Regions from separate parts of the Sus scrofa genome. Here regions 1 and 3 are each linked to region 2. A link is a contact called in public Hi-C and HiChIP or PLAC-seq data. All regions are on one chromosome and are shown on one strand. The core of a region is the stretch at or near the end of the contact, and the rest is flanking DNA. Distances in the headings are between cores, read along the strand shown. Region 1 has its middle 46 kb from the start of CAB39. Region 2 overlaps CAB39 (calcium-binding protein 39). Region 3 holds the start of CAB39 (calcium-binding protein 39).

Region 1 (4,855 bases), core at 817-3,316, 120 kb before region 2:
CAATCCCAGGAAATTTAATACAGTTGTCTACTCAGCACCCATTCCTCTCTAACAATACACAGATTTTCATTTGTGTATTTACCCCTTGTGCACACGAACCACGTACTGCAGAGGAAGTGGTCTTCTTCCAATACCAGGTTGGACCCTAATAGGCTTAGCCAATCAGCATCTTCCATTCCCTCACCGGTAAGCCATTGTCCAGGCTTGGGCATGTACCTTAATCCAAGCCAGAGTGACTCTCAGGACCTCACTTAGAATGGTGGAACTGAGAGATCTCTGGAGAAGGATGTAAACTGCCAGATGTGAACCAGAAAACATGAAACCTTAATTGTATCTGGCAAGAGCCATCATCAGATCCAGCCAAAAGGGTGAGTACAAAGCAGAGAAACGCAAAGCCTCTGGGTCTTTAGAGATATCTTTAAACCATCCGTCTACCCTGAAACGCTCCAATCTTAATATTTAGAGGCTTTAGAGATTAAGCCAGTGTGACTTGGATTTTGCATTCCCTGCAACCTAAAGCTTCTAGCTGACGAGCTGGCATCGCAAGGCAGTATGTACCACATCAAGTGAGTAAAAGGGGCTTTAAGAGAAACTCTTGGAAGGTTAGACACGAAGGACACAGGGCTGGAATCACATCCACAAACTCTAAAGATGAGAGGCTGTGGCTGAACACCCCCTATGAGTTATAGGAAGCTGGCAGCTTGCAGGAAGAGACATGATATAGTGGGAATGGGAATGGTTGTACTTCGACAGCCTGATGGGACAAGGATGGAGATGCATCTTCCTTGGGCCAGGGGTGGACTGGCTGAAGGAAGCCAGACCAGATCTTCTTGAGAAAGAGTCAGCCCAGGAGAACCACACAGAAGTTCTGCAGCGGAATGAATCAGAAAGTAGAAGGGGAGCCTTGCGCTGATCAACAGTTGACCAGCAGGGGGAGCCATTTCCCACTTCAAGGTAACTCCAGGTGTAAGACACCCCAGCAAGGGTAGAATCTCTGAAGAGCGCCCCCCCCCCCCACAACCCGCAGATGTTCCCTGAGAAAATAATCCAGCAACGGGACATCTACCCTGTTCAAAGAACGCCAGAACCAAGTCACGATGGAACCAAACAAAGCCTGTCCTGTCCCTTACTTCTCGTCCCCTGCTCACTTCAGCCCTGCAGAGGCCAAAAAGAACAGGTGGAAAAGCAGGAAAAGAGTGATTCAGAAAGAAAAACAAATCATTTTCCCGCTGGTGACCCAACGACGGCATGCCCCACCTAATGTCAGAAAGAGGACTTAAGTGCAATAAAGTATCGAATATTAGAGCAGACCAGACTTTTTTTGATCAGTAAGAGGAGTCTTTTCTTGTGATTAGAAGGACCACGAAAACTATGGGCCCTCCTCAGATTTTAAGCAGATTTAATACTGGCCACTGTCAAGCCCATATACCTTGGAATTAACCCTATGCAGGAAGGCTGTGTGTTGCCAAGACCCAAGACTCTGGGTCAGGGCTTTGATCTTTCTGGGCTGGCATCCCAGCCTTGAGCAGCGAGGCAGAGCAGAGGTGCTGCAGAACGCACAGCCTGGAAGCAGTGGTCAACCAGGGAGGGGCAGGAGGCCGCTGGCTTCTCAGCCCTCCAGATGGCTCTGGGAGACCTGGCCCTGAAAACGGCCTCCTCACTGGCTCCTTCCCTTTCCTAGCTCACTCCCTCACCCCCACCCCTCACCTGTGCCTCCTGGTGTTGCCTCCACACCAGCGGCTGGCACTGACATTCTCTGGGGAAGTGCAAACCAAGACACCAGGGAAAGAGATGATTTCAAAGAGCAGATGAGTCGTCCTGAGGGGACAAAAGGGCGGCTCGCCGCTTATCCATTCAATACATCAATCACACCAGTGTTCTGGTTTCACTCATAACTGACTCTCCGTCTAAAACCTGGGCACAGGAGGCAGCCGGGGGTTTCCAATCTCTTCTGCCTGCTCGTCACATCTTGAAACTGAATCTAAACCGAGTCAGATACTCATCTCCCCACTCTTTTGACTTCTTCCTGCCTCCTCGCCCTTCTGCTTCCTCTTATGACATCCTCGGAATGGGATGAACTGTGCAGGGGGCAGGGCTCGCGTGATCACAGTTCATCACGCTGGACCCGGTGCCTGGTCCAGGACAGCTCTCATCGGCCCAATAACTTTCCTGACTTTGCTGGTTCATTTTCTTACTGAAGTGTAATGTACTCCCAGTACAATGTAATAATCATTTTCATGAGTAGTTCTGACACTTTTGTTGGCTTTTTAAATAAATTGCATTGTGTGCTATAATTCATAGATGAGAAGAACATAAAACCTAAATTTATAGCTGGATGAAGTGTCACAAAGGGGACACGCTTTTGACAAGTTTAGGCAGTCATACCACCGCCACCAAGGTTAAGCTATACCCTAGCACTTATTGTTTTCAACTTTCGTGTTTAGGACGATGCTCCATCCTCAAATTAATTAATGTATATTATGTGAGGTAGGGTTCAGGATTAATTTTTTCCACGTGGATGTTCAAATGACCCACTTTTCTTTTTTTTTTTTTTTTTTTTTCTTTTCAGGGCCGCACCCGCAGCGTATGGAGGTTCCCAGGCTAAGGGTTGAATCAGAGCTGCAACTGCTGGCCTAGGCCACAGCCACAGCCATGCCAGATTGGAGCCTCATCTTCAACCTACACCGCAGCTCGCAGCAATGCCAGACACTTAACCCACAGGTGAAGCCAGTGTTCGAAGACGCATCCTCATGGATACTAGTTGGGTTCATAACCCACTGAGTCACAAGAGAAACTCCCTATCTGGTATTTTCTGATACGTTCCTACAGCCAGGATTAGAGTAAGGCAAGAGATGAAAAGAACCGGGAAAACCTCTTTAAATTTTGCACCCTTTTTTTTTTTTTTTTTTTTTTGTCTTTTCTAGGGTCTCACTGGCGGCATATGGAGGTTCCCAGGCTAGGGGTCTAATTGGAGCTACAGCCACCAGCCTACATCACAGCCATAGCAACACCAGATCCAAGCCGCGTCTTCGACCTACACCACAGCTCACGGCAATGCCGGATCCTTAACCCACTGAACAAGGCCAGGGATTGAACCTGCAACCCCATGGCTCCTAGTTGGATTCGTTAATCACTGTGCCACAACGGGAACTCCAGATTTTGCACCCTTGGCGCTGCTCTAGCTTTACCATAGTCCTACCCCAGCTGTTGTACACGATACTAATTTAAAAAAAAAAAAATTTTGAAAATTTTAAAATAAACACTTTATGATTTTAGAACAGAGGAAGATTTATTGAAGAAGATACAAAATACAAACCCCAAAGGAGTAGATGAGTGCTCTGACACATTAAACATAGTAAATGCTATCTCAAAATAGTTTAACTGTTTTTAACTGTATTGAAGTATCATTGATTTACAATGTTGTGTTAATTTATGCTGTCCAGCAAAGTGATTCAATTATACACACACACATCAGTTCCCATATAGGTGATCACAGAATAATGAGTAGACTTCCCTGTGCTATACAAGGAAATATGTTGTATTGGCCACCCATTCCATACACTATAATGTGCATATGCCAATCCCAAGCTCCCAATCCATTCTTACCTCTCCCCAATTTTTACTTCTGCTAATTTGTTTCTAGTATATAAAAATTCACCTGAATCTTGGATACAGACCTTGTGTCCAGCAAGCTTGGGAGCCCTCACTCCTAAACCCCGGAGAGGAGAGCGGGGCACCCATGGCTTGCCTAGTAACATTCCGTGATCTGCAGATTCAGAAGGGGCTGCCCCATAGACTAAAGAAGAATGGAGCATCTGTGTTTTGAGGGATCCGTTGGCTGACCTCCAAAGCTCTCTCTTGCATCCCTCTGCTTCTGAATCACTGACCAGGCTCCCAGTACATCATGGGCAACTGGCAATACAGGAAGCGAAACCAGAAATCAGAGCCAGATAAATACCTGGGGGAGGGTGAGCACCAGGAGGAGCCCAGCTGCTGTGAGTCCATGAAAGCCAGTCCACCTGTCTCCCCGTCTCCCACCTCTATTTTTGCACACTTTGTGCCCATTACAAAGGGGAGATGGGGTGATTCACAAAACTGCCAAGGATTTGGCAAGATGAAATTAATATATAAGGAAATAGAAGGGGAAATGGGGACAAGGACATAAACGAATCAGGCCGGGTGAGCTGAACTGTAGGCAAAGAAAAAAAAAAAAAAAAAAAAAACAGGTCAGAACCAGGGAGAATGCCAGGGCCACAACCAGAGAGGGCGTTTTTTGGGGGTTTTGTTTGTTTGTTTTTGTCTTTTTAGGGCCCCACCTGCAGCGTATGGAAGTTCCCAGCTATGAGTCGAATGGGAGCTGTAGTTGCCAGCCTATGCCACAGCCACAGCAGGGATCTGAGCCTCATCTGTGACCTACATCACAGCTCACGGCAACGTTGGATCCCTAACCCAATGAGTGAGGCCAAGGATTGAACCTGCGTCCTCATGGATACTCGTCAGTTTCATTAGCCACTGAGCCACGATGGGAATGCCTAGATTTTTTTATTACAGTTGATTTACAGTGTTTTGTCAATTTCTGCTCAGAGAGTTTTTAGAGCAGACCCAAGGCTCTGCCTTACAACTTAGAGAGTCAGAATTGATTTTGACCGCTATCATCTCTTACCTGGGTGACTACCTTAGAGACTCAGAGCGTCTCCTAGCTTCCAGCCCTGCCTCCTCCCCACCATCTACGGACAAAATAGTAACCATAGCGGTCTTTTGAAAACACAAGTCAGCCCCATAATGGGGGGTAATATCCACAGGTCATATATGTGATAAAGATCTAGGAGCTAGAATTTTTAAAGACTTCTTAGGC
Region 2 (4,907 bases), core at 1,082-3,581:
ATCAATTTTTTATTTTTCAAAAAAACAGTGATTGTTCATGGTCCTTGTCCGTGTGTTCTTACCTTTGAAACATCTTAAGATTCCTGTCAGGCTCTTGGCTCGAGGATGCTGACCTTTTTAGCATGCCCCAGCTGCCTGCCTAGTTAGTGGGTCAGGAACTCAAGGGTGTCTCTGGCTGAGGCCAGATTTTTCTCTCTCTTTCACTACATCATATATGAAGTTTTTTAGGTATTCATTATGCCCTTCCATATACGTTGTATTTAATAAACAGCCGCTGTTTTACATAATTCACTGGTCCTTGGCTCTCAAGGAATAAACAATCTAAAGAAGACCGTAGAATGTTCGAATTTTTGAGGTAGATGAGCTCTAGAGAACACCTAGTTGGTTTTTTTTTTTTTTATGCTTGGGTTTTTTTTTTAATCTGCTGAGCCCTCATTACAGCAGGGATTCTAGGTGTTTTGTTTGCTTGGCATTGCTTTTAAATATTTCGCTCAGGATAACATTAAAATGGCAGGAGATTTGAGACGCAATTTTGAATTTCTGGCCTCCCTTGAAAAATGTGGTTGGCAGCAGTGAGCCGGTAATCCTGCGTGGCCCCTCAGCCCACGACGTTGGCATCCACATTTGCGTGTGCACGTGCGTGTGCACTCGGGTGTGCTGCGGACGGTGTGGCTTTTCTCCCGCAGGGCCTACTGCACTCCTTTGCGTTACCTGCTCAGCCCTGGTAGGCATTGAAGATTGTTGCCAAGCTTATTCAGCCAGATGGTGCCATGTTAGATATTTAGTCAATTTAATAGAACAGTCTGAATCAACTAACCTGAGATGTTTAGAATGAAGGGCTCTGGCAGTGGTCATGAGCAGTCTGCTCTTTGCCTCATTGTCAGGGGTGTGCTTTGTTTTAAGCCCCAGTGTTTATCATCCTGAGTGACTGGATATATTGGGGATATGTGTGTGTGTGTGTATGTGTATAGTTTATATGTATATATAGTTTACAATACAAGCATCTCATTTGAAGCTGCTAGTTCCATTTGGGTAGGTGTCAGATTGCTGAACAATGTAAGGATATAGCAAGGTTTTGTTTTTTGTATCCGAGTCAGCATGATGCTGAGAGTTAGAAATGGTTGAAATTATATGCAATAAGATTTCACTTTGTCAACACATTATTCATGTCAAAAATAATTTTACTCTTAAACTTAGAATTTAGAATTATAATGGAAGAAATAAGAAAATTGACTATGTCTATGAACATTTTAAATGAGAATTCAATCATAATTATGAATGTGCAGTGCCTTGATTTGAGTTTGTTTGGGAGAATGAATGGGCACTTTGGTATTGAGTCAGGTAAATATATTTGTCTCCCTAATAGGGCAAAAAAGATGTGGCTCAAATTTTCAACAACATTCTCAGAAGACAAATTGGTACAAGAACTCCTACTGTTGAATACATCTGCACCCAACAGAATATTTTGTTCATGTTATTGAAAGGGTATGTATAATGTACTAAAATGTATGTTTTTGGCTTGAAAAATGAAAAGCAAAGATGGCCTTGGACAAAAGCAGGATGGTGAATGTGGGCAAGTGTTTTCTCCGTCGTTTGATCAGCTCACTTTTCCACAGTTCTTGAACGTATTTCCCTCCTTCAATTCAACCTGTGCACTAAACTGACTTCGAAAATGCCCGTGGGATTTTAAAGTCAGGAGAATTGTGGGCCTTCGAACTCTCAAATCATATGTGACTGAAGAGAAAAAAAAAATCCTCTGTCATCTTACTTCTGTTCCCTAAGATGTTAAAAAACCTTAATGGCGTGACACGTCAGTTAAGTTGTGTATCTAAAGACCTCTTTGGAGGTGCATGTGCACTCTGCGGCGGTGAACGAGCCCGCCTGGTTCGTGGACATGGCTGCTGTGTACCTTGACGTTGCTCAGTCAGCAAAGCACATGTTTATGACGTGCTTCCCTTTGCTTTTCACCTGTGTGTGTCCCCTCACTAACCCACCGCTTAATTTGGTAATTTGCAGTGCATCTTCCTAGAATTATTGTTGGACTACATAGGCATTTTTCTTTGGGTAGCCTGCCAGTTTCGAAAAAAAAATCAAAACCCAAAAGAGCCTTAAAATTGAAGCTTTAAAAAAAAAAACAAAAACCCTTCTCCCTCATCACTGATTGGCAAGGCAGCCTCCTGTTGTTTCACAGCAGAGTTGTTTGCCAGCTCTGGGTATGGGGTACATTTGCTGGGGTTCTGTTAGATTGGCGGGCAGGCATTTTACTGGCATGACTGTTGGCGTGAATCAGCCTGCTGTCCTACCCCTGGTTTTATAGCTTGCCTCACTCTGATTCATATCTCTGTGGTTTAACACTTCCCCCAAGTTCAAACTTGTTTAGACAAAGCATGAGTCAGTGCATGTGTTGGATGCCAGCGTTCTGTTTCCTTCTTTCTAGTTGTGAGTTGCTTCTTCAGATGTTGCCATACAGAATTTTTGGCATCTGATTTTTGTTGTTGTATCAGTCCAGAGCTGCGTGTGTGAACATGTAGTGAGTAATCTGAAATTTGATGTTCTTAGAGCAGCTTCCAGATGCCTTTATGTATCTTGAAAGCCAATTTCTCCTTTTCCCGTAGAAAGCCATGATGATTAAAATCTGAGCATTCGTTAACTCTGCCTCTGTTTTTCACCTCGGAGTAGCCAGGGCTGTGATGTGAACGTTGTTACATAGGATGTAAAGGAAGACTCTAGAGGTAATTAAAGAAAGGTTTGACGCGCTCGGCTGAGCTGGCCAGAGCAGAAACCTCCGCTTAGGAAGGCAAGGAGCCTGCAGAAGCCAACCCCACAGAACCCGCCTCCCGCCCTTTTTAGTTTTTATTGTGCAAAGTATGCGTAAAACTCGAGGGCATCGCATAACAAACCCTTTCTACCCATCACCAGGCTTCAACAGTTACCAACTTTTTGTCATTCTTGTTTCATCTGTTCTTTGTCTCCTTGCTTCCTCCTCACATGCGACGTCACTTCAGTGTGCATCCGTAGCACATAACACAGAAAGGATGTTTTTACTGTAGTCGCAATATCGTTGAGAAGCCCAACATTATCTAATACCCTGTCAGTGTTCAGAGTTCCGTGATTTTCCCCCCCAAATGTCGTTTTCAGTTAGTTTAAATCAGTTTTCCAGCAAGGTCCACACCCTGAATTTGGTTGATGTGACTTAACTCTCTTTTAATCTATAGTAGTTTCTACCCTCTTCTTTTAATACCATTTATTTGCTGAAGCAACTGGGTCATTGATTTTGGAGAAAAATCACCTGTTTTGGCCTGGCGCCCTGCGGTTTCACCCGTAATCAAGTTCCTCTGTCTTCTTTTAAGTTCTTCGGTTTGGGGAGCAAGAATTCTTCGTGGGTGGGGCAGTATACTTCCTCTTGGGCAACTCTGGCCGTCCTGCTGTGGTGATGTTTCAGTGGATGAGTGGATGTCGGTGCTGTCAGTCCAAACTGCCCACCTTGAACTTCTCCGTCAAGCCCCCACCGCACAGTCTTAGCATCCGCTGATGGTCGTCGTCTGGATTCAGAGCGGCGATCTCCTAACTCTCTTGCTCCTTCTCCATCTATTACGTGTGTTTTGTTCCTCGTCAGTGACCTCTGTGGGAAACACAGAATAGATGCTTGATTTTTTTGTTTGCTTTAAATATCATTTTTTAGTATGATCAGTTGATGCTCTTGCCTTAGATGAGCAATGAGTATGTTATTGTTTTAAGCATTATTTGAATTCACATTTTAGGGGGTTTTGAAATATGTTTGATGTGTCTCAATCCATTGCAGTCATATCCAGATTTCCCCATCCTTGGGCTGTTGGGAGCTCCTTCCCATTGGTTCTGTGTGCTTTTGGCAAGAACCCATTCGTCTGTGATAGTAGCTTCCTTGCTGTCTGGCACGAGATGTCCCTTGCTCATTTTGTACCGGTTCCTGCCTCAGACTAGGAAAGAGCCATTTCTTCCAGGAGCCCTGTGAACTGTCTTTTTAAGATTTCTCTACCCTTGTTGGTTAATTAGTTTGGACTACTTTCATGCACTGTATTATCCTCTCAGTCTGTAAGTGCTTTGATATGAGACATTTGGGGGCGTTATGCTGCCAGTGTTAGTGTGCATTTGGAAGTAGTCTCGTTGCCAGTGTTAGTCTGCATTTGGAGGCAGCCGTTGTTCCACTGGCGACTTAAATGTTAGTGTGCTCTCCACTCTGCTAACAGGTTTCACAGCGTCACTGTTTGCCTTGTACTCGTTGGTTTACGGTTTAATCATTTAAGACAAACTTGACAAACTGCCATCAAAACCTGCCCAGCTTGTTGTACCAAGGTGCCTTACTCTTGTCCTTCTAGTCTCCTAGCCTGTTTCAGATCAGCAAAGATGAATTGTCTCATCAGCCCTTTTGTGAGCGGACACTTCATCACCTAAGAGCCGGCCAGCATGGCAGCTGCCATGCCGTAGTGACATGAGGAACGCCGCTCTGGTCTTGCGAGGCTCTGTGACGACCATGTGTGCAACCAAAGAGTAATGCTAAGTAACACTCCTGTAGGATTTCAGGCGATAAAATGTGGGTTTAACCAATAAGGCAAGGGTTGGTTACAGCGATGGTTGGATTTAGGATTGAGGCTCCAGATAGTTAGAAGTGGCTTAGGCCAAAAAAAAAAAAGAGTAAGTACAAGGCAGGAATGGACACGGTGACTGGCAACAATAAGGGGGTAATCGGGGTGTTTTGCGGGCTAGTGGGAGATGGTGCCCACCCAGAGGAGGAGGTAGGATGCGCAGAGGCCTGGGCATTAAAGCCCAGACGTTTGTCTGTCTGATTAGCAAGAAGAAATTGTTTGAAGCTCCTAAGCTGGAGAGGTTATTGCTGTACTTGTGCTTCAAGTAAATGTGTTAAGACAGAA
Region 3 (4,669 bases), core at 1,815-4,314, 70 kb before region 2:
GACCGATAGACTCAATATCTCCATTTCAACACGACCCTCAGGCTATGTACGGGGATGGGCCTTGTCATTCTTTTTTTTTTTTTTTTTTTTTTTTGGTCTTTTTGCCTTTTCTAGGGCCGCTTCCCACGGCATATGGAGGTTCCCAGGCTAGGGGCTGAATCGGAGCTGTAGCTGCAGCCTACGCCAGAGCCACAGCAACTCGGGATCCGAGCCGCGTCTGCGACCTACACCGCAGCTCACGACAACGCCGGATCATCAACCCACTGAGCATGGCCAGGGATCGAACCTGCAACCCCATGGTTCCTAGTGGGATTCGTTAACCACTGCGCCATGATGGAAACTCCAGGCCTTGTCATTTGCTGGAAACTGCCCCTTGCATGATCTCTGGGGAGGCAATCTGGCTCTCCCACCAGCATCGCCTCCTTTCCGGCTCACTCTGCCCACTGTCCTGATTTTACGGTCCTTTCACGTGTCATTCCGTAGATCCCACTACCACTTTCGCGGGGTCTCTGCCCTCCCACTGCTCCCCCCATCCCTCACGCTCTCCCATCTGGCTTGGAGGCCACGGGCGGCCATTGTTATTACTACTTCCTTGTATATATCCTCCTTTCTTTCCCTTTTTTCTCTTCATGGATTATCAAACAAAAATAAGCCTGGATGAATCCAAGCCCTCACTGTCCTGGGCTTGCACCTTCCCAGCAGAATGTGGCCTCTGAGAAACACAGACTAACCCTGCTGACTGGCCCTTACCCCTTCTCCTCGCCCTCCACACTCTGAGCTGATGACCTCACTTCCTGTTTCCCTGCGCAAAGAGAAGCCCTCAAAGGGAACTGCACCTGTTCTAGCCCCTCATCCATGCAGCTGCTGGCCTTCTGTTAGGGTGAGTGAACTTGACCTTGCTGGTCTCCAAGGTCAGACTCCTCCACTGTGCGCTGCAACCTTCTCTTCTTGCTCCCTCAAAGATAACTCTTCAGAACATGCCCCCACCCCCGCTCTAGTCATCCTCAAATTTTCCCTCACTACTGAATACTCCCATCAGCAAACTAAGGTGGCTCTAACAGCTTCATTCTCAAAAACTGAAATAAAGCAAAAAAAAAAAAAAAAATCTGTTTTGACTCCACATTTCCCTCCAGCTACCACCCCATTTCTCTGCTCCCCTTTACAGCAAAGCGTCAAGAAAAGTTGTTTACACTCATGGTCCCTCTTTCTACAGCCTCATTCTTCCTAGAGGCTACTCTGGTCAAGCTTTCCCACTCACCTCTGCTGAAATAGCTCTTACCAAGGCCACTAGTTGCCTCTATGGCACTGACACCAATGACCAATCACCAGTACTTACCTTCCTTGAACTATGAGCTGCTGTTGGAGGCATGGATCCATCTTCTATCACTCGTCTTCCAGCACATAAAGATCCTCCAGCCACCCTGGCTCCTCTCAGGATCCTTTGCTGGTCCCTTGTCATCAACCTGACTTTTCAATGTTGGGGGCCCTGGCTCATCCTTGCCTTGTCTTTTATCAACACTCTCTCCCTAAATGATCTCATTGAGTCCTGAGATCTTACTTACTCTGAAGACTCCCCCAACTCTATCTCCAGCCCAGACCTCTCCCCCAAACCCCAGACTTCCACAGTGAGCTTCCTACTTGGGTGTCTAACAGGCAGCTTAAGCTTAATATGCCTCCAAGTGTATTTCTGAGCAACTCCTGTATCTGTTTCTGTATGAGTCTTCTTCATTTCACCAAATTTTTATCTTCCAGTTGCTTGAGAAAACAAACAAACCAAAAAACCCCTCAGAGACCAGCAACATCAGGTCAGCTCTACCTTTTAAATGTGTCTAGAACCTGACCACTTCTTTAGGCTTCCACTGCTTTCATCCTGGGTCTTGCCAGTCTTCTTATCACCAGATTATTTCAGAAGACTTCTAACTGATGTCCTGGCTGAAGCCCTCAGGCCGCTCAGGCTGGTCTTCACACCGCAATCAGAGTTATCCTTTTGAAATATTAGACCACATCCTTTCTCTGCTCAAACCCCTCCAAACAGCTCCCCATCTCATTCAGAGTAAAAGCCAAAGTCCTCACTTTAGCCTATAGGGTCTCCCCTCTTCCCTCATCTCCATCCACTCCCCTTTCCCAGGGGTCATGTTTTGCTGCAAGGTATCCCACCTGAGGGGCTTTGTCCTGGCTGTTCCCTCTGCCTTTCCATACACATATCTCACAGCAGGAGCGCTGTAAACAGCAATAGCCTGCACTCTCTCCCCTCCTTAGCCCAATTTCCATAACACTGAAAAGCATCTAATGTCATACATATGTCTGTTTATTTATTTATTGTCTCAGGAGCAGGGTCTCTTTTGTTCACTGCTCCACTATCTAGAAGAGTGCCTGGCACACAGCAGATACTCAAGAACACCTGTTCGATTGCAAATTAAAGAAACAAAAATGTACACGTGTGGCATGTTCATGTACCAGAGTCTGTTGTCAGAGCTTTGCAATGCATTGTCTCGTTCATCCTCATAAACTTATGGTACTGTATGTACTCTTATATTTGTGCATGTGTGTGTGTGTGTGTGAGAGAGAGAGAGAGAGTGGAAGAACATAGGAATGGAGTCAGGCAATAGCCTATGGTGACTGAATGGTGGAGTTGAGGTTTAAATCCAGGCTTTGAATCCTATTAAGAGTGATCATTCTATCACTTTCTACGCTCTCTTGGAGGATGTTAAAATGAGAGTGATCCGTCTCTGGCAAGTATGAAGGAATCAATCTGCACAACTTGGTCCCTGGCCTTTAGCCGAAACGAAGCTTTGTTAAGAGTTCAGGAAGTGGTCGCACAAAGTGGATTTAGGATCCCTCTGGCAAGAGCGCTGAGGCAGAGAAGCGGCTGGGCACCAACACTTCAGTGGCAGGTGAAAGGAGAGGAACTCTTCCCCTCTGCTTCCGCTTTCCCCCAGCCGCCTCCGCCTCAGGCCTCAGCGCGGACTCCTACGCCCGAGTCCGCCCAGCCGCCTGGGGGCGCCCGAGGCTGAAGGGGGCGTTGCGGCGCCGCCCGACGTCGCGCCCTCGGCGGCTGCGCAGTGCGCACGTCAAAGCCGGGCTCGGGCCGGGAGCGGGGAGCGGCGCGGCCTGGGAGAGACTGAGCCTCCGGGAGCCGGGCGAAAGCGAGGGTGAAGGCGGCGCGGGGCCCCGCAGCAGAGCCGTAGCCGCAGCCCAAGAGAGCGAGCGAGCGCAGCAGTGCGGCGGCCGCCGCGGGAGCCCCTGGGCCGCCGTCCGCCCGCGCAGCCGCCGCCGCCGCCGCGGGATCCTGTCGCTGGGAGCAGGAGCGGGCGGAAGACAACGGAGGGGCCGAGCGGCCGAGCCGCGCCGCGGGGACCGAGCGAGCAGCCCGAGGCGTCGGCGGCCGAGGACGGGGACGGCGACGACGCGGAGGCTGAGAGGGAGCCGCCCGGCCCAGCTCCGTGAGTGACCCCCGGCCCGACCCAGCTCGCGGCGTGGACGCCCGCCCGGCTTCCGCCTGCCCTGCCCGGCCCGTCACCGGCCCGGGGCTGCCTCCATTTTCTCGGGTGGTGGAGGCGGCCCCGGCCCGGTATCGGCGGGAGCGGCCCGGTCTGCCCTCTCCGCCCGGCCCGGGCCCCTCGCGGAGCCTACCCCCCTCGTCGTCCTCGCCGGCTCGGCGCCCAGGGGCCTGCAGCCGGGGCTGCGGGGCGCCACGCTCTCCTGCAAGCCCTCCGCAGTTCTTTGGCGGGGCTGGCGGCATGGGGGCGTTCGCGGCCGGAGCCCCGAGGGCAGGCGAGTGCGGGCCGGGCCAACTGTCACTCCCGCCGCGCAAGGGATCCGGCCACCTTGCTCCTGGCCCCTGGTAAACTTCCTGTTATCGGGAGGCAGATAGCATCTCTGTGGTCTGCATTTCGGGAAGATGCCTAACTGTTTTCTGGTTAGGAATTGTGCGGCCAGAGCGTTCCCGAGGTCGGTTGAACCAGCCTGCTCGCTGACTGCCTGCAGGCGCTCTGGTCGGTCCGCGCCGGAGGGATTCGAAGGTGAACCCCGGCTCGCGGTCCCCTCCCCCGAGGAGCTTACATTCTGGCGTGGGTGATAAGGCGAGTACACAAATGACTACGATACCAGGAAGGAGATGATAAGTCCTATGAAAGAACTACAAAATGCTAGAAGGGTACCCGGAGAAGACCGGCCCGATCGATCACTTCCGCCTAGCAGAAATCTGAAGGCTTCCTGGGCGAGGCTGTGCAAAGTGGGGTCTTGAAGGCCAGATGGGATTTGGGAGAGAGGAGGGTTGCAGAAGAGGAGCAGTGTGTTGGAGGAGCAGCAACGCTAGAGGACAAAGGTAAAAAGGCATAGTCGGAAATAGTAGATAATGCAGTTTGTCGTGGGGGGCAGTGGGGGGTAGGCCAAAGAGTTGGGGGGCAGATCCTTGAATGCCGTAGAGGAGCTATTTGAGTGGCATTCTAAGGGTAACTTAGAGCTCATTTCTCAGTGACTCATGGGCCCGGAAATGTAAGCTAGGAGATGTTAAAGGCGCTCTTATGAAAGAAAGGAGAGAAGGAGGCCCAGTACAGAACTGACGTTCTGTGCCTTGAACGTCATGCAGTTTGAGATCGATTTTGACAGCTTTCCGGATATTCAAATAAATCCACGTCCAGGCTAAGCAAAATACCTTTTGTGCAAA

Evidence for each region. A called contact is a pair of places that touch in the nucleus more often than the background predicts. HiChIP or PLAC-seq counts read pairs in DNA pulled down with a chosen protein or histone mark.
Region 1: a contact with region 2 is called in a Hi-C map of liver, with 4 times the contacts expected there. The contact joins two enhancer-like sites. A contact is called at or near these places in 1 of 5 promoter capture datasets (liver), 31 of 47 Hi-C or Micro-C datasets (alveolar macrophages, blood, brain and 14 more) and 2 of 2 datasets of contacts at active chromatin or transcription factors (alveolar macrophages and skeletal muscle).
Region 3: an H3K27ac HiChIP or PLAC-seq map of alveolar macrophages shows a contact between it and region 2. The contact joins the promoter of CAB39 here to the enhancer-like site in region 2. A contact is called at or near these places in 2 of 5 promoter capture datasets (fetal liver and liver), 18 of 47 Hi-C or Micro-C datasets (alveolar macrophages, blood, embryonic fibroblasts and 7 more) and 2 of 2 datasets of contacts at active chromatin or transcription factors (alveolar macrophages and skeletal muscle).

What each region holds. Positions count from the first base shown.
Region 1 is chr15:131,444,310-131,449,164 of Sscrofa11.1, forward strand. No RefSeq gene overlaps it. Among named protein-coding and RNA genes, the nearest start is that of CAB39, 46 kb to the right of the region's middle. Within about 2 kb of position 2,067, at least 14 of the 83 cell types and tissues checked have an H3K27ac peak or open chromatin away from gene starts, as enhancers often do. A contact at or near this core is called in alveolar macrophages, liver, retroperitoneal adipose tissue and 1 more, where this site is marked.
Region 2 is chr15:131,560,415-131,565,321 of Sscrofa11.1, forward strand. It overlaps CAB39 (calcium-binding protein 39), which reads left to right. Exons shown (of 9, transcript XM_021075733.1): 4 at 1,367-1,485. Among named protein-coding and RNA genes, the nearest start is that of ITM2C, 52 kb to the right of the region's middle. Within about 2 kb of position 2,332, at least 34 of the 83 cell types and tissues checked have an H3K27ac peak or open chromatin away from gene starts, as enhancers often do. A contact at or near this core is called in alveolar macrophages, embryonic fibroblasts, liver and 4 more, where this site is marked.
Region 3 is chr15:131,489,511-131,494,179 of Sscrofa11.1, forward strand. CAB39 (calcium-binding protein 39) reads left to right here and starts at 3,065. Exons shown (of 9, transcript XM_021075733.1): 1 at 3,065-3,443.